Linked DNA regions of Mus musculus: region 2 is linked to region 1. Evidence: chromatin contacts called from public promoter capture Hi-C data. All regions are on one chromosome and are shown on one strand. Each heading gives the region's core, a stretch centred on a gene start, on an enhancer-like site or on the middle of the called end of the contact. The rest is flanking DNA. Distances are from core to core; before and after follow the strand shown. Region 1 holds the start of Fhod1 (formin homology 2 domain containing 1). Region 2 holds the start of Psmb10 (proteasome (prosome, macropain) subunit, beta type 10).

The links. Promoter capture Hi-C pulls out the DNA fragments that hold promoters and counts their contacts.
Region 2: a promoter capture Hi-C map of neural stem cells shows a contact between it and region 1. The contact joins the promoter of Psmb10 here to the promoter of Fhod1 in region 1. A contact is called at or near these places in 10 of 39 promoter capture datasets (the 3T3-L1 cell line, 3T3-L1-derived adipocytes, the HPC-7 cell line and 7 more) and 1 of 484 Hi-C or Micro-C datasets (LSK cells).

Annotation. Positions count from the first base shown.
Region 1 is chr8:105,345,191-105,351,707 of GRCm38.p6, reverse strand. It overlaps Fhod1 (formin homology 2 domain containing 1), which reads left to right and starts at 3,738. Exons shown (of 22, transcript NM_177699.4): 1 at 3,738-4,055. The coding sequence starts at 3,855. It overlaps Slc9a5 (solute carrier family 9 (sodium/hydrogen exchanger), member 5), which reads right to left and starts at 3,450. Exons shown (of 16, transcript NM_001081332.1): 1 at 2,136-3,450. The coding sequence starts at 2,331. Gm46049 (a long non-coding RNA gene) reads right to left here and starts at 5,938. Exons shown (of 4, transcript XR_003947441.1): 1 at 5,867-5,938; 2 at 5,334-5,513; 3 at 4,870-5,256; 4 at 4,052-4,633.
Region 2 is chr8:105,934,675-105,941,191 of GRCm38.p6, reverse strand. Psmb10 (proteasome (prosome, macropain) subunit, beta type 10) reads left to right here and starts at 2,800. Exons shown (of 8, transcript NM_013640.3): 1 at 2,800-3,237; 2 at 3,426-3,513; 3 at 3,601-3,698; 4 at 3,811-3,951; 5 at 4,211-4,326; 6 at 4,438-4,496; 7 at 5,045-5,196; 8 at 5,287-5,464. The coding sequence starts at 3,182. The coding sequence ends at 5,398. Lcat (lecithin cholesterol acyltransferase) reads left to right here. Exons shown (of 6, transcript NM_008490.2): 6 at 1,052-1,641. The coding sequence ends at 1,620.

The sequences.
Region 1 (6,517 bases), core at 2,489-4,988:
TTTATTTATTTATTTATTTATTTATTTATTTATTTATAACGTGTATTTGTGTACCACATGAGTGCAGGAGCCCACAGATCCTCTGGAAATTGAGCCATGGTCTGACGTTAGCTGCCATGTGGGTCCTGGGAACTGAACCTGGGTCCTCAACCGGAGGTGCTCTTAGCCACTGACCCAAGTCTCCAAACCATCAGGCGAGTTCTTTGATCTACCTAAACTTCAGTTTCTCTCCTTTGGCGTAAGAAAAACATCCATCGCAAAGGGCAGGGACAGAGTATACAAGATGGGCAAGTGTGCCTAGCTTGGTGTCAGACACACAGTAGGCTCTCAACAAATATTAATTACATTTGACTCTGGAGAAAAGAAACATATCTGTCTCTAGGGGAAGAGGGTCTAAGAAAAGGATTTCTGACATTATTGCTTCTCCTACCTTTGTCCCTAATATGGTTCTCCCTTGGGTTCTTGCATGTTGGACACAGCCCATATGGCCCAGTCCCTCGGGCAGATAGGGGAAAGATCCTTATTAACCTTAAGCTTATGCCAAAGCAAGGCCCTTTGGAAACTGCACCCAAAGGCCCTACATCTTATCTAGAACATAGGGGACTCTGCATCTATATGTACTGAATGAAAGGAAATGTATGGAATGAAAGGGCATTCTAGTTTTGAAACTGGAAGGTGTTCCAGAATACTGTGAATGCCACCCCGCCCCCCCCCATCCTTTTTCGCTGGAGAGGACTCATTGTCTTCCTCTGTAGGAGGTATTATCCAAACTAGAAAAGGCACTGTTTATTTAGGATGTTTAAAGCTATAAACTTTAAGTAAGAGAAGGCTGTTCTACAACCCATGGGCTTGTCCACAAACGCAGTCCTTACTCCAAGTTGAAGCTGCTTTCTACACCTTGCTGCTGGGCCTCTAAGGTGAGCTCAGACACAGGTCCTCCTCTCTCCAGCCCCATCTCTGGTTTCCTTCTTCCCTGAGCATGTCCCATCCCCATCCCTGCAAACCCACGACCTACGAAAAAATCAGTTCTCTGGCAGAATCAGGTCCCCTGAAGATACTTAGAGCTCCATTATTAATTGAGGGCTGCCAAGGTGGAGTGGAGAGTTCTATCACATCTCCATTTCCCGTTCTATACCCCCAGCAATATCCCAGGAGAAGGAGGCAAACACTAGGCTGTGGGATTCCTACATGAAGGTTTCACTGGGGAGACTGGAGTACAAGCTGTGCCAGCATAGATGGAGAGTGAGTAGCAGCGCTCAGCTATAATTAGTCACCCCCACAGCAGAGCTTGAACAACAGTGAGAAAGGAGGAGGGTCTCCATCGAGGAGGAGGGACCACTGGCTGCCAGAAAGCGGGGAGAGGCAAGGAAAAGCATCTCTGATGGGGGAAAAATGTGTGAACCTGAAGCACAGCCTTCAATGTGAGGGCGGAAAGAGGGAGAACATATGAAAGCACCCAGGGTAGCCAGCACACAGTCAAGATCCAATAAACGCAAGTTTTTTAAACATCGAAAAGAGGAATGTGAATTGGAGGGTGAGGTTGCAAATGGGCTATAGAAGGTGGCAACAGCTTTAAGTGGAGTAGAGAGATATGCTATAGGAAAAGTGGCCTTTTAGCTATCTCAGGAGATATTAAAATCTCAGACTCTTGGCCGTCTCTCCAGGGCAGGAAAATTTCTCAGAACCAGAATGCCTAGGGTTTCCAGGAGAATATCATCCCTTCAGTGTCCCCTTGCGTCCTCATTGCTGACAGGTTTCTGAGAAGCTGGACGTCTGGAGGAGAGGCCTTACTGACGTTTATTGAGGAGAGCTAACTGCAAGGGGAAGGGGAAACTGGGGGAAAGAGTCTAAGGATGGAACGGTGAGAGGAGAGCGGCGACAGGCAGCTCTTAGGAAGGCAAATCCCCTGAACTACCAACCAAGAAGGGAGACCCACAAGAGAGCAGGAAATGGGAGAGAACCCAGATTTGTGGAATTGGAGCCTAAGTCCCCGCACAATGCAAGACGCAAATCTGGAGACCTAGGGGCTTGGGGGCGGGTCCTCTGCGGGCCGCTAGCCTGGCGTGCGGGCGCGCGAACACACACACACACACACACACACACACACACACACACACACACACACACACACTCACCGATTTTGGCTAAGCTGGCCACCAGGATCCACAGGGCCACCAGGTAGGGCGCCTCCACCTCGTGCCACTGCCAGCGGAAGAGCGCCAAGCCTGGAGGAGGCTCACCCAACGGCCCGGACTCCTGGGTGGGTTCTTCTGTGGCCCCCGCCCCCGCCAGGGGCAACCCGGGCAGAAGAAGCAGTGCGGCGCTCAGCATCTTGCTGTCCTCCGGGCACTGCACGGCCGCCGGCCCCGCGTCGCTGCCGCCGCCGCCGCCGCCGCTGCCGCCGCCTACCCGGCGCCCCCGCGTCACAGGCACGTGGGGCTCACTCCCCCCAATCCGAGCTCCGATACCCCCAGGCCAGGTCCGGACCCCGAGACCCTGCCCAGGATCCTAGCAGTTAGGATCCCCTCCTCCATCTCTTCTAGGTTAATCTCATCTCCGGAAATTCCCCAGCATAACCCTCCTAACCCCTCGAGTCCTGAAACCCACTCTTTCGAGTGTGCTCTCCTAAACCGCCTCTCCTCCGGATTCAGAAAGGTGACCAGCCACCGCGTCCCGGAGCACCAAGAAGGACGGGGGTCTCGGGAAGCAGAGACAAGCGCAGCTACTGCAGAACACCGCCCAGCAGCGGGCCACCCGTCCCAGGTGCTCAGGCTGCGGGTCCCAGTGCTAAGCTGAGAAAACCGCAGGGGGCGGTGCGCTGCCGCCTTCCAGCACGATCTCCAAAACCTGGGACCCCCCTACCGGACCACAGCTGCGCACGCGCACTGGGCACACCCAGAAAGCCTAATGGACAACGGTGCTCTCAACGTACCCAGAAACCTCAAGGCCGGGACGGACCCGGCTCTTTCCAGGCTGAAAAGCTGGCTATTCCTCATCTCTCCAGAGCCCAGAGGCGCCGCCTTCCCTTTCCTTCAAACTACAGGGAACTGTTTGCCTATTCCATGGATCTGAGAGGACCTTATGGAATTCCCTTTAAATTAGGAACAACTTGGGGCATTTGACTCATCTCGCCCCAAACCGAAGAATGTCTCCACTTTTCATTCATCACCCAAGCCGAAAAAACATGTGCTACCTGCCTCCTCACAGTGACTCATCCCATTCTTTTTCGAGAAAGAGCACCCGTCCTCTTTTTTTTTGCCCCCACAGCTAAAGGGGACTGAATCCACCTCTTCTTTCAAATATAAAATCTATTTCCACTTCTTATTCCACATTGAAAGAGATTCTTCTTACTGCTTTCCCCAAATGAGAGAAATGCTTTCATTTGTCTTTCAAGCTAGCAATTAGTCCCATCTCGTCCCTTGAGAGTGGCCCAGCTACCCAGATTATCCGAAGAGATTTACCCCCCCCCCCCCATCTGCCCTAAAAATCCTTACAAAGATCCGCTGCAGCCTCGCCCATACCAAATCTAAAGAAAGTCTCCCCGCCCTCTGCTCTGAGGCGGAGCGGGAGCTCGGGTTTTCCCGCCCTCCTAGCAATGGAACTAACGGGATCACCAGCTCTCTGAGTGGCTGGCCCAAGCGCCGCCTCCGGCGGTGGTTAACCCCGAGCGCGCGCTCGCCGCTCAGTCTTGGCTCCACCCCCTTCCTTGGTCCTACCTTCATCTGGCTCCGCCCCTCGAGCCGCGAGCGTCCGGCCCAGCCTGGCCCGGCCCTAACAGCAAAGTTTAGTCGAGTTGAAGTTGCAGCATTTGCAGGGGACACAAGAGGCGTCCAGCGGTAGCCGGTGGCAGAGCCATGGCGGGCGAGGAAGAGCGCGGGGATGGGGACCCAGTATCCGTGGTAACTGTGAGAGTGCAGTACCTGGAAGACACCGACCCTTTCGCTTGTGCCAACTTCCCGGAACCACGCCGGGCCCCCACCTGCAGCCTGGACGGGGCTCTGCCCCTGAGTGCGCAGATCCCTGCTCTGCACCGACTCCTGGGGGCGCCTCTTAAGGTGAGGGGCGCTGCGGAGGTTGAGGTGGGCGGTGGACAGACAGTGCTTCTAGGAGAGAGATCGTCACGGGCGGGTGCTCGCCTCCAGAAAAGTCTCCGGCCGGGGTCCTAAGGTCTATGCTCCTCTGCCTACAGGGGGAGACTCAAGTTGAGGGGACAGTATAGAAGCCAAATGAGAGTTTGTGATTTGTTCCACTCGGGCTTCCCTTGAAAGTTAGGCCCTCCTGAAGAGGTGCTTGGAGTCCCCTCGCTGCCTCTTTGCCAGGGTTGCTGCTGTGGTTGTAGCGGATTGGGGAAGTGGAGTTGGGAAGGGACAGACTTCCACCTGCTCCAGGTAGTCGGGGGCGGGGCCCCAAAGAGGGGCGGGTTTAGGGAGCAATCATAGAAGGGATCGAGGCTACCGGCTGGGTTGGGTCCTTGGAATACAGTCTCTCCAGCGCTGTTGAAGACTGGAGTCCCAGCCAGGATGAGAGGAGTCCCTTGGAAGCGGCCGTGCGCTCATGGGAGGCTGCCCGGGTGGGAAAGCCCTTTGCGTCACCGCCCCCATGGTCCCTTAGGCCCGCCGCTGGTGGCCTACGCCTGGAAGGGAGGGGGTGGATCAGTCTAATTTTAAACCGCTGGCCTACCCTAGTTGCCGACGTTCCTAGGCCGACTTTGCTCAGTTAGAGAGGCATTTTTCCGTATGTCCAGCAGGACCACCCCTCCCCTCCTGCTGGCCTCCCCTCCACCTCCCCGCAGGCATCCCTTTCCGGCTTGCTTTTTCCGGGCCAGGACTCCCAGAGGCATACACACTACCACCCCCCAGGGTTCCTGACCTGCGGGTTAGCTGGGAGCTGTGAGGGAGATGGGAGGGAGTTGATGGGGTGCCACAATTGGGCGCGGGGTTGCGTAAACATGGCCCTTAGCCCCGGGGTCTCCCCTGGAATGTGCCCTAGGCTCCAGGCCTCTAAACTGCATTCCTCGCGTTGCAGCCAGCCCTGCCTCCAAGTGCAGTCAGGAGGGGGTCGGCGAAACTTGGCCTGGGGAGTGGCCAGTGGCCAGGCAGAGCCCCAGCTCTTTAAGACCACAGCTGGAAGAATGCAGCATACTGCCCACCTCCAGAGTTTTCTGCGTAGTCTACTTTGTGTTCTTCTACTGCTCTGTTCAGAGGGGTCTGGAGGAAGCTTGCCCAGTCTGAGGTCACCTGGCATTTAGTATACGGACTACAGAGAAAAGGGTGCAGAATTGCAACTGTTTAGACAGACCAGGGAGAAAGGGGTGTGGAACTGAGTCCACTTACCCGCAATACTAATGAAAATCCGTGGCCAGGAATAAGGTGATGACGGAGACGGTAGCACTTTGCCTAGTATGTGCAAGGCCCTGGGTTCGATCCCCAGTATCACAAATCCATGCATGTATAAGGCTAGAGAGCAGACGATACTTCTCTTACTCTAGACCCTTCTTCACAGTGGGACCAGGCCTGGCGTGTTCAAAAACGAGATTCAGAACCTCTTCTTCATTTAGAAAACTCATTGCATGTTTTTATCTGTACAACAAGGCCCCTGAGTTCAGTGTGCGTGGTGTGTGTGTGTGTGTGTGTGTGTGTGTGTGTGTGTGTGTGTGTAGAAATATGAATGGATATAAAATTGTCTCCCCAACCAGGTGCTGTGTCCTGTTCTCTGCTCCGTAACTGAGGACACTCCGAGCCCCACCCAGCTCTGTACTTCCTGATCTGACAGGACCATCTTTAGGATCTCCTACCTGCTGCAGGGAGAACTGCCTCTACCCCACCCCCCACCCCCCACCCCGGCTTTGGGAAGGGCATAAAGTTACCACACTGTGTAGAGCCAGAACTCTCTGGAGTCGATAGCTTTGCCAGGAATGGTCAGATGCACTGTGATGTGCTTATCCCAAATATAAACTGTGACCACAGACTCAAAATAGAAGGCAGGAGGAAGAGGGACTGAGAAAAAGGGCAGGGGCAGGGACATCCAAGAATGGTGGGAGGAGGAGATCAGGGCTCCTTGCAGGAAATTTCAACAGCTGGTTCCTCTCCAGGTCTCTAAGTGGGTGCCCCAGGGGCACAGACGTGGGTTAAGTCGACCTTGCTTGCCTTCCAGAAGAGAGATGGGCTGGAAACCCAGGCATCGCATGTGTAGGCTATTGGGCAAAAATAGGATGATAGGTTTTCTCTATCCACTGCTTCCTTCTCTGTGGAATTGTCTGGCAGAAGGTAGATCACAATCAAGAGACCTCTGTCCTCCCATTCTGGATTCTGTCATCCCTGCAGACCCTGCAGCCTCCCTGGGACTCCTACCCCACACCCAGTTGGACTCAAGTTTCCCCCAGGGGCTCCTTTTTAAGCCATTCAGAGCTTTGCCAGCCTGAGAAACTTTGCTCATTTCCTCCATGTCTAGGAGGAAGCTCCTGGCCACAGCCTCTGACTCATCTTCTGTCCTGGCTGGGGGTGGGGAAGCCTGGCAA
Region 2 (6,517 bases), core at 1,551-4,050, 590 kb before region 1:
ACAGCTACTGCTCACTAAACACCACCGTATACTGGGCGTAGCCAGACTTAGCCTTCACTGTGAAGTTTACAGTCTAGTGAGTGATCCACCAGACTGTACGACTGGATGTAAAGCAGATACCATTGCCGGGCAGTGGTAGCACACGCCTTTAATCCCAGCACTTGGGAGGCAGAGGCAGGCAGATTTCTGAGTTTGAGGCCAGCCTGGTCTACAGAGTAAGTTCCAGAACAGCCAGGACTACACAGAGAAACCCTGTCTCAAAAAAAACAAAAACAAAACCCAAAGAAACCAAAACAGATACTGTCTAAATCTCCTGAAATGCAGTCCTGTGACCACTGTGTAGCATAGGCAGAGGACCTAAGGAAGAATAGCCAACACACACACACAAACACATATCCCTTATTCTCTTTAACTGTCATACACTCTGTTTGAGGCCCCATCTTCCCTGTCGTCTTCCCTGTTTGAGCTCTGTCTTACCAGCATAGCCTCTTTTATTTATTTATTTTAATTTTTATTTTTTTAAGATTTATTTATTATTGTATCTAAGTACACTGTAGCTGTCTTCAGACACACCAGAAGAGGGCATCAGATCTCATTACAGATGGTTGTGAGCCACCATGTGGTTGCTGGAATTTGAACTCAGGACCTTTGGAAGAGCAGTCAGTGCTCTTAACCACTGAGCCATCTCTCCAGCCCTTATTTTTATTTTTTTTAGGATTTATTTATTATTTATATGTAAGTACACTGTAGCTGTCTTCAGACACACCAGTAGAGGGTATCAGATCCCATTACAGATGGTTGTAAGCCACCATGTGGTTGTTGGATTTGAACTCAGGACCTTCATAAGAACAGTAGTGCTCTTAACCGCTGAGCCATCTCTCCAGCCCCCGCAAATAAGCATACGGAGCACTTAACCGAACACCAGGCCTGCTCTTGTCTGTGTTTTGGAATCAAGATCAGGTTGTGGCAGAAACAAGGTGGAGTGCTTTTGCCGAGGTAAACTGTGGACCAGGCCCAGCTCCCTGTCCCACCTTGTTCTCCCCTGTCCTAGGTGACAACCAGGGCATCCCCATCCTGTCCAACATAAAGCTGAAAGAGGAGCAGCGCATAACCACGACTTCCCCCTGGATGCTCCCAGCCCCTCACGTGTGGCCTGAAGACCATGTGTTCATTTCCACACCAAACTTCAACTACACCGTCCAAGACTTTGAGCGTTTTTTCACAGATCTGCATTTTGAAGAAGGCTGGCACATGTTTCTTCAGTCTCGTGACCTACTGGAGCGCCTCCCCGCACCTGGTGTAGAAGTATATTGTCTCTACGGTGTGGGCAGACCCACACCCCACACCTACATCTATGACCACAACTTCCCCTACAAAGACCCCGTGGCTGCACTCTATGAAGATGGGGACGACACCGTAGCCACCCGCAGCACTGAGCTCTGTGGCCAGTGGCAGGGCCGCCAGTCGCAGCCCGTACATTTGCTGCCCATGAACGAGACAGATCACCTCAACATGGTCTTCAGCAATAAGACACTGGAGCATATCAATGCCATCCTACTGGGTGCCTACCGCACTCCTAAGTCGCCAGCTGCCAGCCCAAGTCCCCCACCCCCTGAATAAAGACCTAGCTGTTATAAATAAGTGCAGGGTGTTTGTTATGGGTTAAGGGGAAGGCACTACTAGGTTCCTTAGATAACCTGCATCACCTGGCTGATGCATGCTTGATCTGGGCTTAGGGGAACACGGGGTTCAGTGGGCTTTGCTAAGGCCCCAGACTGGACTGACTTTGAGATATGTAAATAGATTTTCATTGTCCTAGTTGAGCTGCTCAGGAAGCTTGCTCTGTGGCTTCCTTCTTAGGGGCCCAGGACAATATTCAGATCTGGGTATATGGCTGTTAGAATGGGGACACAGAGAAATAGGATTTGAAGTCGACTTTTGAGTTCTGGTTGGATACAGAAATTTATAATAAAGCATGGTGGTGCACGCCTTCAACTCAACACTTGGGAGGCAGAGGCAGGCAGATCTCTGTAGGCCACTCTGATACACACAGTTCCAGGACAGCCAAGACCACAGAGATTCTGTCCCCAAAACACAAACAAATAAATAGAATTTAAGATATTGGGGCTGGGGATTGTTAATGTAAGAACTTGGATTCCATGACAGCCGGAGCTATACAGAGAAAACCTGTCTCGAAAAAACAAACAAATAAATGGGGCTAGAGAGATGGCTCAGCGTCTGTTGAAAGAAGCTGTTTTTCCAGAGGACCCTGGTTCAATACCCAGCACCCACATGGCTGCTCACAAGTGTCTGTAACTCCAGTTTTAGGGGAGCTGACACCTCACACAGACATGCAGGCAAAACACCAACGCACATAAAATAAGCCATAAAAAAATTAAAAAATTAGGGCCACGTGGTGGTACACATGCCTTTAATCTTCTCATCCAGGCCAACCTTGTCTACAGAGCTTATTCCAGGGCAGACAGGGCTACACTCAACTACACTGAAAAACAGTTTTTCAAGCGCCCCCCCCCCCCAAAAAAAAAGTTTAGGATCTGAAGAAAAGACAGTTCATCTAAAGAAGATTTAATGTGAGACATTAGAGAGAGAGAGAGAGCAAGCACTCAGAAGTTAAGAGCATTTTTTTGCACTTGGAGAGGACCTGAGTTTGGTTCCCAACGCCCACGTGGTGGCACGCCCACATGGTGGCTCATGATCATCTGTAACTTCAGTTCCAGGGAATCTGATGCCCTCTTCTGACCTTGGTGGGCATGTGGCATGCACATACCACATTCACTCACACACATAACTAAGCCTGCAAGGGCTTCATTTCTACTTACTTTTAAGGGGTTATGTGTGTGAGTGTTTTACCTGAATACATGTATGTGCCTGCAGTGCTCAGGGGGTGTCAGCAGAGATGGGAATGGAGGATCTAAGGCGCACCATAGGTCTGGCAAGGAGTGTAATAGCCCCTTCCTCAAGTTATCTGGGACTAGCAGCAAAGACGAAAGTGAAAGAGAAGATGCACACAGCAGCCAACAGCCTCTGAACTAGGGTGGGGGTGAAAGCGAAAGTAGGAAGCGTCCGGAAAAACCCCACAGAAGCCAGGACAGACGCCTCTGCTCCCCCTGGCTGATCCACTCATCGAGACCCCCGCATTCTCACTTGGCCTTCCTGCGAGATGCTGAAGCAGGCAGTGGAACCCACAGGAGGCTTCTCTTTCGAGAACTGCCAGAGGTGAAAGGGGAGTGGAGTTCTAGTCACGAACTGCTGGTGCCTTGTTTTATTGGTGGAGTGGGGGAACCCTATGTTGGGTGACCAAGTAGGGGCTTAAGCCAGGAGATGAGTAGAAATGGGTTTGGGGACCGGTTCAGGGACCCTCCCTTGATGCAGAACTGAAACGCGAGTCACCCCAATGTTTCCAGGAATGCGTCCTTGGAACACGTCCTTCCGGGACTTCGGGTTCCTCATGCACGCAAGACCGGGACTACCATCGCGGGGCTTGTGTTCCGAGTAAGCGGGGTGATAAGGGCTGGAGGGCTAGAAGGGCAGCCACTGCGGAGATCAGGTGGGCATTAAGGCTGGGCTCTGCCTCTGCAGGATGGAGTCATCCTGGGAGCGGACACGCGGGCCACTAACGATTCGGTTGTGGCGGACAAAAGCTGCGAGAAGATCCACTTCATCGCCCCTAAAATCTAGTCAGTATGCCCCGGACCAGTCCCCATATTCAAACATAAGCTGCACTGTCGCTCACTCCCTACTTTGTCCCTGCACGTCCCTGTCCACATCCACCATCCCTTTGTCCCTTAGCTGCTGTGGGGCTGGAGTAGCTGCGGACACTGAGATGACTACGCGGATGGCAGCTTCCAAGATGGAACTACATGCGCTGTCCACCGGCCGTGAGCCTCGGGTGGCCACGGTCACCCGTATCCTGCGCCAGACGCTTTTCCGGTGAGCAAGTGGGGCTAAGATGACCCCTAAACGGGGTATCTGCAGGTGGGTGGAGTTGACAGGAGGCGGGACGTGGAGTGGGGGGGAGCGGGGCTGCGACCTGCAGGGAGACCGGAAGAAGACAGACCAAGCTGAGTTCCGGAAGAGGCAGCGTCAATTGCAGGACGCCAGGCCAAAGGAAGGGGTGGGACTCAGACCAAAAGGCAGTGTAATGGGCGGGGCCTGTCTGCTAACATTAACCCTGCCTGCTCCTCCACAGGTACCAAGGCCACGTGGGGGCATCACTGGTCGTGGGCGGGGTTGATTTGAACGGACCTCAGCTCTACGAGGTGCACCCACATGGTTCCTACAGCCGTCTGCCCTTTACTGCCCTTGGTGAGCTCTTCCACCCTTTAAATCACACGAATCCTGCTCCTGCAACCCCACCTTCAAGGTTTGTACCTCCGCAGCTAACAACTGACTTCGGATGCCCCTTCCCACCTGCAGGCTCTGGTCAGGGTGCAGCCGTGGCACTGTTGGAAGACCGGTTCCAGCCAAACATGACGGTGAGCGACTTCTTCATGCTCACTGGCGGGGAGTGCTGAAAAACCCTAGCCAAGTATAGAAATAAGAAAGGCTTGTAGGTGTGAAGGGGACAACTGAGTAGGGACTGAGTAAAGTTGAAGATGGGAGGGCCAGTCAGGAACCAAGCTTAGACCACAGAGAGAAGCAGAAGCTCACAACGGATCATTACTGAAGGAAGAGGTAAATGATGTTTGAGATTGGACTTGGGAGTGGGATAGAAGTAAGTGACTATGTGCTTCAGAGATAACTAAGGCCCAGAGAGAAACACGTGACAGACTGGGTGGGAAGACAACTTGGGGGGGGGTACATGTAAGCAACACTGAGAAGTTTGTACAGAGGACAGTGAGTGGAGGGCACACAGTTTTGGAGGAGAGGGGGTCAGAAGCCAAGGGACTGGAATTTTCAATGGATGGAGAGAAAGGAGGTTGAGCTTACATAAAGAGCAAATTGTCTAGACTTCAAGATTAACAAGTCCCCTGGTTAGAGTGTGGTAACACTAGGTCCATTTAACCTCATTTCCACTACCCAGCTGGAGGCTGCGCAAGAGCTGTTGGTGGAAGCCATCACAGCAGGGATCCTGAGTGACCTGGGCTCTGGGGGCAATGTGGATGCCTGTGTGATCACTGCAGGGGGTGCCAAGCTGCAGAGAGCATTGAGCACCCCCACCGAGCCTGTGCAGAGGTAAGAGCACAGGAAGGGAGGGCTCTGTGTGTGTTCACACGTGTGCATGGACAGGCTGCATTCTAAAAGGCTGGCCCTCCTCCCTTCTAGAGCTGGCCGTTACCGATTTGCTCCTGGAACCACACCTGTCCTGACCCGGGAAGTGAGACCCCTGACCCTGGAACTTCTTGAGGAAACTGTGCAGGCCATGGAGGTGGAATGAAGTGGCCTGAGATGTAGAGTTTGGAATGAGGGTGAATAAATCCGGGAAACACAAACACTTAAACAGAAGGCTGTGTCTTTCTTGAGAGGAGTGAGCCAAGCATCTGTAGGAGTTTTGTGGCTGAGGTATTCACCTAAGGACGACAGACCCAGTTCTTGGCCTGAGGTCCTCCTCCTCCTCACCTCAGGGATCTATCCGTGCAGAAGCCCAGGACTATAAGCTTTGGGGTAGAAAGCTATATCCTGTCATCCCCAAACCATAGTTCCATATGGTAGAAACTTACCCCACCAGTACCCTGTCTTGGAAGACCCCGATGGACAATCCCCACTGTTAGCCTTTCCCTTTCTTATCAGTAACCACCTTTTTCCACCAGCTACCCTGGGACCTTAGGAGGCTAAAATGCTGATAGAGCAACCACTTCCTGACAAGTTCCCACTAAGCACCTCTCACCACCTACAGTTCCTCTACTTAGGACAGCCCTCAGAGGACCGAACATGTGTGAGCTTGTGAGAAGCTGGGCTTTGTCTACACACGTGGGACTGTGAGGAAGGAGATAGCCTCTGTCCTCTGGGCTGAAAGGGGTGGTGGACTTGCGGGGCAAGATGACACAGCTAATGTTTCATAGCGAGGTCTCTTCACTGAGTGCCAGGCCCTCTGGGTAGAAACACCCTGCCCTGCGAGTAGCTGAGCTCCACTGGGGCTTCAGAATGGATAAGGCACGTTCTCTAGAGAGGTTCTCCTCCAGGCTGGACACCCTTGGCCCCTGATTGTTCCCCCAAGACTTTATTATGAAAAATAGTATATACGATAGTAAAGCGAAAGGGCTAGTTTAGTAAACATCCCTATGTCCACCAGCCTTTATAATTCATATTTCCTCATATCTGATCTGTGTTCTTTATTTACCCGTTCACCTGCTTCACATTTTAGACTGAGGTATTATTATTATTATTTTTTTTTTTTTTTGGTTTTTTCTAGACAGGGTTTCTCTGTATAGCCCTGGCTGTCCTGGAACTCACTTTGTAGACCAGGTTGGCCTCGAACTCAGAAATCTGCCTGCCTCTGCCTCCTGGCACTCAGTGAAGAAGAGTGCTGGGATTAAAGGCGTGCACCACCACACCG